2 separate regions of the Oryctolagus cuniculus genome follow, and region 1 is linked to region 2. Evidence: chromatin contacts called from public Micro-C data. All regions are on one chromosome and are shown on one strand. Each heading gives the region's core, a stretch centred on a gene start, on an enhancer-like site or on the middle of the called end of the contact. The rest is flanking DNA. Distances are from core to core; before and after follow the strand shown.

Region 1 (6,991 bases), core at 2,356-4,855, 280 kb after region 2:
AATAAGGCATTTGTATCTAAACAGACACTCTGGAGCAGCACAAGCCGACAGAGGCCAAAAGAGCTACAGTAGGTTTAACTTGGCCAATGGAACAGGCTCAACAGTAGGAGAGGAAAACACTTGAATTTTCCCTGAGTCTCTGTACTCTTCTTGTTTTCGAATTGATTGGTCTGGACAGTGGAAGGCCTACAGCCAACAATAAATCCACTGTAAGCTGGAAATGGTCTCCTCTGAATACAACTAAATATTTCCTTAATTCTTGCATTAAATTTTTCTACAGAAGTGAGAAAGCTGTGTGCTCTAGAATTGAAGCTTCTGTAACACTTGTAACTGTAGGTGCGACTATAGAGGGGCTGGGTTACTTAGGCAACCTTTTTAAAGCACTTTAAAAGCAAAATAGTAGATGTTTGCTTTGCATGAATATTTTCAGATCTTATGGAAGATACTATCGTTGGTTAATGGCTCCTGCTCAGAAATCTTGTTTTTATATGCCGAAAACTATTTTTCTCCTTTTCGGTCATGGGAAGCATCTTTAATAGTCACGAGTTAGCATGAATATTCCTTTTTTTGTAGCTTCTATGCCTATTTTATCAAGGAAATCAGCCAGTCCCTGAAAAAGCTATTTCACATTTCTGTTCCCAAGGGAACACAGAATGGGTCCCATTTTAACAGTGGCTTTTGTTGGTTGATTTTTTTTTTTTTTATTGAAGTTGTGTGCGCTTGTCAGGGATTCCTTTTCTTCAATTTGGACGTGATTGCTGCCATTGATGCTCTAAGCAGATCTGTTGGTAAGAGGATGAGCATCGAGAACCGTCACATACACACAACTCCTTCAGCACTGGCTTCAGAGAGGTGTCGCTGAGAGCACACCAGAGCTGGAGCGTACATGTTCAAATACAAATGTTCTTCCCTCAAGAGACTTGTTTGGGTCAATATGTATCTGTCTTTCATATCTAAAGGCTTAAAAAAGTACCTACGTATCTACTGAAAGTCAGCTGCTGGCTCCCCAGCCTGGGCCTCCCACACAGCCTACCTCATCCTAGCCAGGGAACTCACTGTCACTAAGCTGTGCACATTTCCCATCCAGTGACATTGACAGAGCAGCCAGTGGCCTGGAGACAGATGCCCTCTCACAGGGGACACCCCAACAGCCAGAAGCTCAATCCCAATGTATTTATGCTGTGGCACCTGTGACTCTCCAGTGGCCGGGCAAACTTGCCAGCTTCCACTCCAGGCACAACAGGTGCCACACACCCCAAACTCTGCATAGCTACTGGCTCAGTGGGTTGCATGGGACAGCAAATTCTCAAATGGGAATTCCAGGGATCCAAATTATCCCTTTGTCTTTCTAATCAAGAGCAGAGATGGGGGTTTGGAGAAAGAGGGAAGGAGAGAGAGAAAGAGGGAGAGAGAGAGGGAGGGAGGGAGAGAGAGAGAGAGAGAGAGAGAAAATCTGTTCACAAGCTCACTCATGCACTACAGTTCTCCCAGGTCAAATTCAGTGCTGCAGGAGCAAGCTCCTTGAAGTGACCGCGAAGTCTCTCCTTGCTGAAGCTCAGAACTTGAAAACCATCACATCTCCACAAAGGCTGAGTTCTCAAGACCCCAACTCTGGTAGTGTGGGTACAATCTGTCAGCTCCTTGTGTAAACGTTTTGCCAGGATTTCTGGTTTTATTTTTACTACGTGGGAGGGGCCTCCCATTAGCAAGAACAGCTACTGCTATAGCACTGACAGGTACTGCTGGCCCTCCATAAATCCATTCAACACCCTGGTCTCCAGGGATTTGCCAAAAGATAACCGGCAGCAATTACCAAACCACCACCAGGAGTTGCCAGCGGGGCTCAGGCGAGATTACTGAAACCTCAAGGTAGAAAATAAGAAACCACCTGATGAAGCCACAGTTTTGCCCAGAACCAAGCTAGGAAAGATACAATACTGGTTTAAGAAGAGGTAGGTGTAGCGCAAATGAACGCCACCACGAGGCCGCACTCACAGCCCAACAGAGACCACAGCTGGGTACAGGGTGGGGAATAGATGGTGACAGGCCTGCCCTCCACAGGGAAACATGGCCTCCTTCCACACCTACCCCTCCCTCCCCTCCAGCCCCGGGCCTGTCCGGGGCTTCCTCCAGGAAGCGCAACTGCTGCTCAAAGGTCCGAGTCTGGGCAGTGCTGGGTGAGGGCTTTGAGGCGCCTGCTTGGAAGACACTCAGCAGCGCAAACTGTAGCCGCTCACAGAGCCTCCCTGGAGGCTATCACCAAGTGTGTCACATGCCCACCTCTTCGTCCAGGACGGGGCATGCCCGCCAAAGAACGGAACCCAGGGCTTCTGGTACCAGCTCAACTCCTCCAGTCCTCCTCCGCAGCTGCCCAGGGTTCCCCTCAGGCCGGGTCGCGCGCTCTGCGCTCAGCTACCGCAGCCTGGGGACACAGCATCCTCAGGATGAAGCTGCTTCCAAAGGAGCTTCCCCAGGCGCCTAGGCTGTACAGGGCGGTCTGGGCTGAGCTGGGGGCCCTGCAGGGCCCCGGCTCTCGGCCTGGCCGAGGTTTTCCTGTGCCGCGACCGCCAGCCGCTACGGATACATCCGCTTTGGGAACAGTAGCTGCTACCGGCGGAGGCACCGGCCGCCGCTCGCATGAGCTCCGGCAGCGAAGAGCGGGCGCGCACACACCCGAGAGATTCAGCCCCACGTCTCCTGCGCCCAAGTGCGTCGCGTTTCCTTTTCCTCCGTATGTTCACCCCTTCAAGAGCTCTTCGAGCTCCCTCTTCCCGCCCGCCGCGCGTCCTGGCACGGGACTCTGAGGCAGGAGTGGGGACCGCACAGTGCCCTGGGGGCCAACACCCCCTGGTCTCCGGTCCCCGCTGAGGCATCCAGCGACCCCTCCTCAGGATGGCCGACACTCCCCCAGCTCGAGACATCGCTGGCGGCGGGACGGCCCCCGCCCTGCCCGGTGCCTCACCTCGCGCAGCAGGCGCTCCAGGTGCGGCTCGGCCCAGGCGGCCAGGGCGCCAGGCGGCCCCGCGCGCCGCAGGAGCTCCCGCTCCTCCTCGAGCGCCGCCACTCGGCCCTGGAGCGCGGCCGCCTGGGCGCCCAGCAGCAGGCAGGCAGCCGCTGAACCCACGGAGAGCAGCAGGCACAGCGCGCTCGCCGCCCGGGTCCCGGCTGTCTTCGCGGGTCTTCCCCCACCGCCGCCACCGCCGTCCGTAGGGCTGCCCTTCCGCACGTCGCCGCCGCCCCCGGCGCGCTCGCCTCGGCTCATGGCGCGCTGGTTGCGCGTGGGCTCTGGCGGGGCGCGGTGCAGCACCCAGGCCGCACGCTGAGGGTGCAGAGAGCCGGCGAGAGCGCGCGAGGCACGAGGTCTGCGGGGCTGGAGACCTGGCCTCCGGGCAGCAGCGGATCGCAGCGCACGCCCCCTTCGCTGCTGCCGCCCGCTCCTCCACAGCGGCCACTTTGGGCAGTTTCTATGCAAATAGACTCTGCCAGAAAAGGAGCCGGGACCCACCCAGGGGAGGAGCGGCCTGGTCGGTCCCGCGCACCGAGGGGCGGGGGCGAACAGGGAGCTGGCTCCTTAGGGCCACCCGTGCGCGCGGGACCGACCCGCACGCAGCGCAAACCTCTGTCCGTGAGGCCCCGGGCGCCGGACTTCACCCACTCCCCCAACGCTCGCCTGGGCGGATCCGCAGCCCCCAGAGGCCTGAGGTGCGTCGGGGGACTCTGCACGTCATCTGCCGCCCATCCTGGGCTGGAATACCGATCATGCCTAGGGAGCATCCTCCAAAACTCGTGAATTAACCTGGTGCTTCTTAGAAGTTCAGAACTTCAAGTCCTGTGGAAAACTTGGTGGGTCTGCCCTCGCTGGTGGCTTAGCGCCGCTTCGTGGTCAAAAAGCGACCTTGCACACTCAGATTAAGAGACACAGTCGGAGACGACACTCATTGAGCCAAGCAGAAAGCTGCCTCTTAGAATCCTGATTCTCTAAGTGCCCGACAGGGGTGCGTGGAACAGAAATAAGTCTGTTCCTGACCCAGAGAGGGCTTTTAGTTGAGAACACAGAGATTCTAACAAATGACAAAGGTGTGAAATTACAACTTTTGTTGATGAATAGTGGAAACAAATTGCTAAAAATGATGTATTTGTTATAATGCGACGACACTTCAAATTTACATCACAGGTTAATGCAGGAAAGTTTTGGTGTGCAGCCAGGGTCCAAAGAGAGGGCGGCTCATCTGCTGGAGTGGCTTTGAGAGTCTTGGCAGGAAGGGAAAGGCCAGAAGTCAAGTAGGTTCCTGTTGGGTGGCAGATTCCTAGCACACATATTTATATGCTAAAATAGGCTCCAAGTCACTCTTCCATCAACTTCTGAACACCCAAGTAAAAATAAACCACAAGCTTAAATCTTGGTAATTTGGGCAGCTCACAATTTTTTTTTTAGAAAAACGCCTGTTACCTGCTATGGTACTTGAGGAGGTTTGTGCTGGGACAATTAGGACCCAGTCTGGGACACTTGCATCCCATCTCGGGAGTGCCTGGGTTCAAATTCCAGCTTCCACTAATGGGCATGCTAGTGGACTGAGTTCCCAGCTCTCAGCTTTGGCCACCAGTCATTTGGGGATTCTGGGAAGTTAACCAGTGGATGGTGGTCTCCAGCTTTCCATTTTTTAAAGCTAGTGGAAAATGAGTATCTTGAAAATATGTAGATATTTCAAATTTGCTTTACACCATAAGAAACTTGATTCCCTTTTCCCACAGACTTTGCACCTTTGTATCTTTCCCTCATTGGATGCCTTCTTCTGGCTAAAGTTTACTTCATTTCTGTGGACAGGTTACTTAACTTTTAAAACTGCTAAGGACTCCAGCTAATGTGTCTATCCTTACTCCCTTAATTCAAAGGAAAAAATTACCCTGAGATTGACAGAACAGATGGAATTAGAGCTCACCTCTGAAGCTTTGTAGCTGTGGCTGTAGGTAAACTGGGGTTACTGTTAGGGAGTTAGTTCTGCCCGGTGCTAGAAGCTAGCATATAACTGAATAATCTGCAAAGGCCTTGCTACACAATCTTGGCAGTATACTCTGAAAAGGCTGACATCATATTCCAAGTTAGTACTCACTCTTACTATACACCTGCCATGATGTAACTGTCCCAGAACCTTCTGTATACTGAAATTCACTGGTCCCTCAGGCCTCTGCCCTTGCCTATCGCCCTCACTATCTGGAATATCCTCCTGTATCTCAGAGCAGCAAGTTCCTCCTCACCCTTTAGGTCAGGTCCTGAAGTCATTAACCTTACTGCCTCTAAAAAGCCCTCCCAGCCTGCCCACTGTAAAGAGGCTGCCTCCCCTCACCTCATCCCCTCAGGGTCAATCAGGGGTTCATGGCATTTTTCGGTTTGAAGTTACCCTTTAACTACATCTCCTTGTCCTGCTCATTACAATCTTTTCGAAGAACAGAAGTGTATCTGGCACAGTTGGTACATTTATCATTGAACTGGTCTCATTCACCACTGTTTCCTCACAGAATGGTTATGATACTTCACAAAACTCATGCAAAATGCAATTAAAGGCTAAGTTTATTTTGGTGCCAAAAATTCTGAAATCCATGCACATGAGGCCAAGAGGGTCTTCAAACAGTTCACTTTTGAATCAAAACAAACATTTTCTAATTCCACTTTGCACTAACTTTTTGAAGTACCCTTGTATCTGGTATATAGTGCTTAAGACATATTAAGTGAATTGAGATGAAAATGTTTGTTTACTGTCTACAATTCAGTGAAAAGGCAGAAAACACTCTTGTGTAGGCTGGGGTTCTGGAAGATAAAGGAAAAGTGCTCTGCGGGTATCCACATGGGACGCATTACCAATCTTTAATTGAAGAGGTGAGGTGAGAAGACCCTTTGCAACCTATGGAACTTGTAGCCTTTAGTTAAGGGACACAGCTTCTGCAAAGCCATGGCTTGGAAGGGAGGGAGTTGGGGGAATACTCAAGTCTCTCCCCTCCTTTTGGGGCCTCCCACCAGCCATACCTGCAGACACGGGAGCCCAGGTGATACAGTGCAGAGGTCGGCCCCTTAAAGGACAGAGACAGCAGGCAGAAGGGGGGCCAGATCTGGGGAAGGTGGAGGGTAAAAGAATATCCACCTAATCTAGCATGCATGTACAGCAACACCTGACAAGTAGATAACACTCACCGAGGTCAGTCTAGCTACTTCTGCCCCAGAACCGCTAACCTGCCAGCAATAAACACTAAGTCCCAACAAGGCACTCCACAGAACTGGCCACCTAGCAGTAAACCAACTGATTTGGACTCCAGCCTGGAAGCACGGTGGTATGTGTTCCACAAAGATAAGTACAGGATTTCACTTTACAGCAAAGGAGGCAGGGTGAGCCCATGACCATGGAATCCTGCACTGGCAAAAACCAGCCAGCCTTACAGGACAGAAAAGCCTCATGCAGGCACACAAGACTGACATCAGAGGCAACCCTCTGGAAGTGCATACGCATAGCTCTTTCAGAAGTTCGTGTATGTATTAAAATCAGGGGCTGCTTCCAGTAATACATGGGTCCGGGAACCAGAGGGTAGAAGTAAGAGTGGCCCCACTAATCATCACTTTCTAGGACCTCCTTGGGGGTTTGTCCTCCTAACTCTGGGCATAGCAAATTGGAAATCCTAGTTCTCAAACGGGTTACTCTTGCCAAGGGATGAAGCAACATTATCAACATTATTTGTTATGGCCTTTTACAACAGTTTGCAACCCTATCTGACCCAAATAATCTAATACATTTTGTAAGGCTCTTTTTATTCTAAACAGTGTGACCCTGCTTAACTACAAGCTAAAGCTGCCACTCAGGGCAGCTGAACTCTGTACAGGGATCTGTAAAGGGAAGTACCATTTGGGCAGGAGTAACTGACCCTGATCAGCAGGATTAATGTGAGGCTCCTTTATACAATGGGGGCAGGGAAGAATACAGCAGGCACCCATGACACTCCTTTG
Region 2 (6,808 bases), core at 662-3,161:
GAGGTAGAGTTATAAACAGAGGGAGGGAGAGACAGAGAGAAAGGTCTTCTAACCGCTGGTTCACTCCCCAAATGGCCTCAACAGCCAGAGCTGAGCTGATCTGAAGCCAAGAGCCAGGAGCTTCTTCCAGGTCTCCCACGTGGGTGCAGGGCCCCAAGTGCTTGAGCCATCTTCCACTGCTTTCCCAGGCCATAGCAGAGAGCTGGATCGGAAGTGGAGCAGCCGGGACTTGAACCAGCACCCATATGGGATGCCGGCACTGCAGGTGGAGGTTTAGCCTACTGCGCCACTGTTTTATGGTCTTTTCCTTTGTGGAACTGTTTATTAGGTAGAGCTATTTAATAACATATAAAGTTGAAAACAAAGGTGTCACGTTGTAGCTCTGAGAATAGCTTCCTTCTATAACTGTTTGTCACATAGACAAGTCAATAAAATCTTCCTAAGCCGAACAATAATGCAACAATGGTCCCTCTGCCTGGGCTGGACTCCAGCCACCCCCTCCCATCCCCTGCTCCGGGTTTGCCCCCAGCCCCAGCGGCGGAGTCTCCCCCTCTGGCCAGCCCTGGTAAGGCACCCAAGCGCTGGGGAGCCTAGAATTCTGGCTGTGAGCCGGCTCTCCTGTTCTCCTTCCCGCCAGGACCAGCCTCCACCGCTCCCTTCCCCGCCCCGCCCCTTTCTGCACGACGGAGGAGACAGAGCAGCCTGGCGTGCAGTGTGTGCCGCAGGTAGGGTGTCCACGTGTGATGCACCCTTGTCCTCTTAGCTGGCCACCAGCGACCCTGACCGTGGCAGGCAGGCGCCATTGTCATTGTTCTAAAAACAGAGGGAGCTGAAGCTTGGACCCCCAGCCAGGGCCCTGAGCCCAAGTCTCCTGCTGGGGCCCCTGTGCTGCTCGCTTCAGCCTGATTCAAGGATGTGACCTGCCTGTGTGTGTGTGTGTGTGTGTGTGTTTGACAGGCAGAGTGGACAGTGAGAGAGAGAGAGACAGAGAGAAAGGTCTTCCTTTGCCGTTGGTTCACCCTCCAATGGCCGCCGCTGCTGGCACGCTGTGGCCGGCGCACCGCGCTGATCCGATGGCAGGAGCCAGGTACTTCTCCTGGTCTCCCATGGGGTGCAGGGCCCAAGCACTCGGGCCATCCTTCACTGCACTCCCTGGCCAGAGCAGAGAGCTGGCCTGGAAGAGGGGCAGCTGGGACAGAATCCGGCGCCCCGACCGAGACTAGAACCCGGCGTGCCGGCGCCGCAAGGCGGAGGATTAGCCTAGTGAGCCGCGGCGGCGGCTTGTTTTTTGTTTTTGTTTTTAGCTTCCACATCTAGGGAGAACACGTGGCAGCGCTGCCCCGAGGAAGGGGGCGCGGGCTGGGTCAGGAGGACAAGTAGCCGCCCCCACCACCTGGCTGCTCCTCCTGCGGCTCCCACTGTCGGCACCTACTTGACCTCCTGACCTCGGTCCACACCTGCCTCCTCCCTCCCCAGGCCAGGCACAGGCGCCCTGACCACAGCGCCCAGCGAGGCCGGGACTCACGCTCTTTTGATTCTCTCCCTTTCTCAATCACGGGCTCCGTGAGATGGGGACCCCTGGACGGACCTCTCATCACTGCCGCCAGGAGGCCCAAATGCGCCCTGGGCGCAGTTGGAACGCAGGACGCGCTCCGGGGCCGGGCACTAGAGGGCGCCCTGGACCTGCGGGAGGCCGGCCCGGGCTGACTCCTGTGCCGGGGCCGCAGCCGGGGGAGCTCCACCGGGATCCCGGGCAGGGCGTTGAGGCTGCAGGCTAAGAAGGGGCTCCCCTGCTGACGTCATCGACCATGGCGACAGCACGGGCTGTCGCTCACTGCACCCAGCCCGTTGAAATCTGCCCTGGGGCTTCCCAGAGGTTGAAGAGGTCCAGGCTTAGAGGGATCAGGGTTGCACTGGAGGTGACAGTGCTGCCTCTCCTAGTGCCGGACCGGGGAAGCTGGGTGGAGAGGCTCCTACCCTCATAGAGGCTTTCTCCCAAGCCTGTTTCCTTTGAAGCCCTGGGCTTGGTGCAACAGCCTTGCTCAGCTCTGTGACAATGGAGTGAGGCTGCTTTGCTGCCCTGGGCACGTGGGGCTCGGTGCCAGCCTGCAGCCCAGGCAAACCAGCAAAGAGCAGGCTTGGCCTCCTTTGCTGGGTCCCTGACGGCTGCTGCCCTTGCTAAGTGACAGCCCAGGACGAGGTGCACAGGAGGCACCGGGGCCAATGCCAGGTCTATATGAGTCATCTGGGGCCCAAAGACAGGAGCAGCAGCTGAGCCTCCCCAAGCTGGGGTGCCCCACAAGGGACACTCATGGGGAAACTGGGCATGCAGTACCCGGCCAAGACAAGGGGCAGCTGCCCAATGTGGGCCTGGGGGCTGTGGGAGAGGCCAGCATGGTGGCCCTCTCCAGCGGGCCAGGCTGTGTCTCCTTGCGGTTCCAATCTGGGGGCCATGACTGGGGACTTGGGACATCTGCTTTCATCCCGTCCCCTGCTCAGCCCGGAATCCAGGGGGCTGGGGGGCAGTCCCGCAGGGGTCAGATGAAAATGAGATGGAGGATGTTGGAATCTAAAAAAACAGATGGGTTTAGGACATTACAGATGAATCATTTAACTAATTACACTTTTACAATCAAAGCTGTTTTTGAACTACGAGAGTGCAAGAAAGCACATGTATGTGTGGTGCTCGGAGCCCCTTTCGCTCCCTTGATTAATTCCAAACAGCCGGACTGAGTCATTCATGTCAAAATTGGTCCCAGGCTGGGGCCCTGCCTCAGGGACCACGCTGCGGCCGGGAGCCTGTAAATCCCGGAGCAAGTGTGTGCCCCATCCCTCTGGTGGGGGTGGGGGGTATTTGGGCAGATGGGTCCCCTGCACTATGCTTGGGGCCCAGGAGGTGGCGCTAGTGCAACCCTCAGCAGCTGCCACCTTGCAATTCTGGATTATGGTCTCACTAGGGAAGGCACTACAGAAACCCCCTCCCACCAGGCTCCCTTCCTCGTCTTTGCCCTGCAGCCTGGGAGGCCCCTTCCTGAAATGCCTGGGGCCACATGGGTTTCAGGTTTCGCATTGTGGAAAGTCTGCCTGCAACACAAGATATTTTGGGGCAGGACCAGACTCAACCCCACATTCATTTGTCTCATAGGCCTGAGGAACAGCTTATGTGCTGGTGCATCTGTGTTTGCGCTGCGATCCATCCCGTGAGGTCAGATGTGGAATTGTCTGCTGTGGCCTCGGATTTGTGCTCAGGAGGTTTGAGTTTTGGAGCTTTCTGCCTTGGCCTCCCATGAATAAGTGTGTATCCAGTAAGCACTCAGTACTTGCCCCCGCTTCCCTGGCACAGTTGGAGGGCTGAGGGGCTGAGAGGTGACAGTCCTGTCTCATGGGTTCCCTAAAGGACTCAGTGCCCCTGGCAGCTGTCTCTGGGGAGGGTGGCTTCTAGAACCAGGGCCAAGTTCAGCCATCATCTCCCCCCAGCGGACCTTCAAAACCATGGCCTTCAAGGTTTTACCTGATGCGGCCCAGACACCCCTTGGCATTTGCCTTCTACCATCTCCCTGTCCCTCGCTCACTCATTCCTTCCACTGTGGCCTTCAGTGCTGCTGGAGACACAAAGCTCACTCCAAATTCATGACCTGGGCACCTGCTTTTTCCTCTGCTGGGAAAATTTCTCCCTCAAGATCATTGCTTTTTTTCATCATTTAACTCTCAATTCATCCACTTAAGATGATTAATTGGGCCAGCGCCACGGCTCACTAGGCTAATCCTCCACCTTGTGGCGCCGGCACACTGGGTTCTAGTCCCGGTCGGGGCGCCAGATCCTGTCCCGGTTGCCCCTCTTCCAGGCCAGCCCTCTGCTATGGCCCGGGAGTGCAGTGGAGGATGGCCCAAGTCCTTGGGCCCTGCACCCCATGGGAGACCAGGAGAAGCACTTGACTCCTGGCTTCGGATCAGCGCGAAGCGCCAGCCGCGTGGCCATTGGAGGGTGAACCAACGGCAAAAGGAAGACCTTTCTCTCTGTCTCTCTCTCTCTCACTGTCCACTCTGCCTGTCAAAAAAAGAAAAAAAAAAGATTAATTAATTCATTCATTTGAGTGGCAGAGAAAGAGCTGATGTACTCCCCAAATGCCTGCAATGGCCAAGAGTTCAGAACTGGGAGCTGGGCTGGCATGGGTGCACTTGGCTTGCAACGTTCTGAGCTCAGAATTCCCCCTGCACTGCTGATTCCTTGAGCCTTGTGGTCCCTGGACCAACCTGTATGTGAAGGCTCTCCAATGCTGCGGTCACCTTTTTAAGCTCTATGCCTGCAATTCCAATATTGACCACCAGACAGCACCAAGGACCACACAAATCTCAAATGCACTATTGAAGGTGAACCCTACATTAAAATAAGATCTGTACATACATGCATATATTTTTAAACTTACCATACTGACATACATTTAAAAGTGTGTCCAGGGCTTGGGGAAACAGCCCGTATTCATCTGCTGTTGGTGGGAATGGGAATTAGGACAGCCTCCTGCAGGGCTATTTGGCAATACACATCAAAGCCTCAAACATGTGCAAACCCTTTGGTGCAGTGACTCAACTACAGACATTAATGCTGAGGAGATAATCACAGAAATAAGCCTACACCGATTCCTAGGAAAGATCTCACCACACAGAGCCATCTGCAGTCAGCCCTGGTTGGGGGCCCTCCACAGGCCAAGGCATGGGAATTTCAGCTCAAAACTCATGGGCCCCAGGAGCCTGCAGAAGTCTGTCCCCTCTGCTCCCGCTGCGGAACTGCTCTCCCTCCTCCAGGGGAGCCCAGCAGGGTGTCCACCCCTCACAGTCCCCTCTCAGCTGTGGGTCTCATGGAAGGGTCAGCTCAGGCAGCAGTGCCAGAGCGCTGATGCTTGGAGGCAACACCCATGCCCTGGGCCCTGCAGGTGCCCACCTCTGTGCAGAAACTTGGGTCTGGTGCAGGCTGGGCCAGGCACCCTCAGGGAAAGGGCACACATGGGCTGTGGTGACAGCTTCCCGGGTCCCCTCATCCCTGGCCTGCTTGTCTGCTCAGGGCGTCTCAGCGCTATGAGGAGCGAGCTGCAGAGCTGCCTGCAGACAGGAAGTGGGGGGCCCCCACTGGGCTCTGCCCTGCTTCCTCCCCAGGAACCCCAGTTTCACCCTGGGGGCCACACACATCCCTCCATTCCCCACCCCGGCATTACAGAGCCAGGCTGGAGCCCCTCTCGCATGCACTACAACTTGTGTGGATCCCGACAGTCCTGTGGGCGCCCAGTGGCCACGCCCTCAGTTGGCCGTGAGCACCACGTCCCGCGTAGGCAGTGTGTGGGCTCTGAACCCCACCTTCGTTTTCTTCTCTTCAGGGCAGGGGGTAGAGCTCAGGGCCACTACAGGGACTGCCCAAGGTTTTCCCTGCTCTCTCATGGGAGGCAGAGGCTGGGTTCCGACCCGGGTTCTGGGCTCCACAGCTCTTGCCTGAGGCCGATGGTGCTGGTGGCCATCCCATACCCCACTGGGTCCTGGAGGAAGGCAGGAGGGTGGCCCAGGGAGAAGAGACCTCTGTGGAAGGCAGACCCCTGGCAGCTGGTCGGGAGAACCCAGGAGAAATGACCCCCATCATCAGCCGGTGGCCTCTCTGATGCTTACAGTGGGGAAAGGGGGTGCCTGGGTCCCTGAGAGCTCAGGGGGAGAAGCCGTGGGGAAGTGAGGAGTAGCTCCCCTGCACCACCCACTCCACTCTGGACCTAGGAGGGCGTCACTTGGGATTTCCCACTCCCGATGGCGTGGAAGCAACACGCACTCCGTGCACCGCATGCCTGGGGTGTGGACGCTGACTTGTCTTGGGCTAGCGCTGGTGGTCCCATCCCCCCCACCCCCACCCTGTGATGCTGGGCGGTGGCAGCAAGCGCGCTCCCAGTCAGCCCCATGGTCACAAGGGGACTGACCCAGGCTCTCCAGGGCGCGGGGCTGCTGGGCCAGGGCAGGTGGCGGGTCAGGGGCCTTCAGTACATTTTCCACCTATGACTCCTCCCACTTATGACTGATTTTTGGAGCCTTAACCCAGCGTAAGTCGAGGGGCATCTGCAAAGTAGATAGACACACCAGGTGGGTAAAAGCGATGTGGGTCACCCAGCAGTGGCTCTGTTAGAACCACTCGTTTCAGTCGTCCTGAACTGCTTAAGGCATTGCTTGAGGGTCCAGCAAGAGCCTCCAGCTGCTCAGTGCATCTCCTTGCTGACCAGGAAGAGGGCCCTGGCCCTTGTGCTCCGTGGGGTGAAGGTGGGTCATAGCCATTTCGAGCCTTCCATTCTTACGTCCTGCAGAGCCCAGTTAGAGGCCAGGCTGCCTGCTGCAGGGGAGCCATACTGCCTGTCTGGGCACAAGGTAAATGCTCCCTACTTTCCACCAAGTCCTGAAGGGCTGAGTTTGTGACACAGTTTGTGCTGCGTGTAGCGCTGTCACCTCTATAGTCTCACTTGATCCCGGGTTGGATGCTGTGAGGGGGACCCTCAGCACCCCATTCACAGAGTGGGAGGCTCAGAGAGAGTGAGCACTTTTCCAGCCAGCAGTCAGCACAGATCCATCCTGATGCCCGGGACGGATCTTTTCTCTCCAGCCTCCAGGAGGGGGCTTTCCTGCAGGAATGGGGACCACCCTCTCCATGGCTGGCCCTTCCTGACTCTGGACAGATCGGTCTCCACCACCAACACTTCTCTCCTTGCCTCTTCCTAATCTGCAGGTGCAGAGCAGGTCTTCCCCTGTGGGTCACACCCGCACTTCTGCTGCCCCCTCCATGGTCCTT

The links. A called contact is a pair of places that touch in the nucleus more often than the background predicts.
Region 1: a Micro-C map of ear pinna shows a contact between it and region 2, with 9 times the contacts expected there. The contact joins the promoter of COL23A1 here to the enhancer-like site in region 2. A contact is called at or near these places in 2 of 6 Hi-C or Micro-C datasets (ear pinna and an unstated tissue).

The regions. Positions count from the first base shown.
Region 1 is chr6:64,124,474-64,131,464 of mOryCun1.1, forward strand. It overlaps COL23A1 (collagen type XXIII alpha 1 chain), which reads right to left and starts at 3,606. Exons shown (of 28, transcript XM_008255487.4): 1 at 2,963-3,606. The coding sequence starts at 3,262.
Region 2 is chr6:63,849,415-63,856,222 of mOryCun1.1, forward strand. All of the region lies in intron 5 of COL23A1 (collagen type XXIII alpha 1 chain), which reads right to left. Among named protein-coding and RNA genes, the nearest start is that of PHYKPL, 40 kb to the left of the region's middle. Within about 2 kb of position 1,912, at least 1 of the 8 cell types and tissues checked has an H3K27ac peak or open chromatin away from gene starts, as enhancers often do.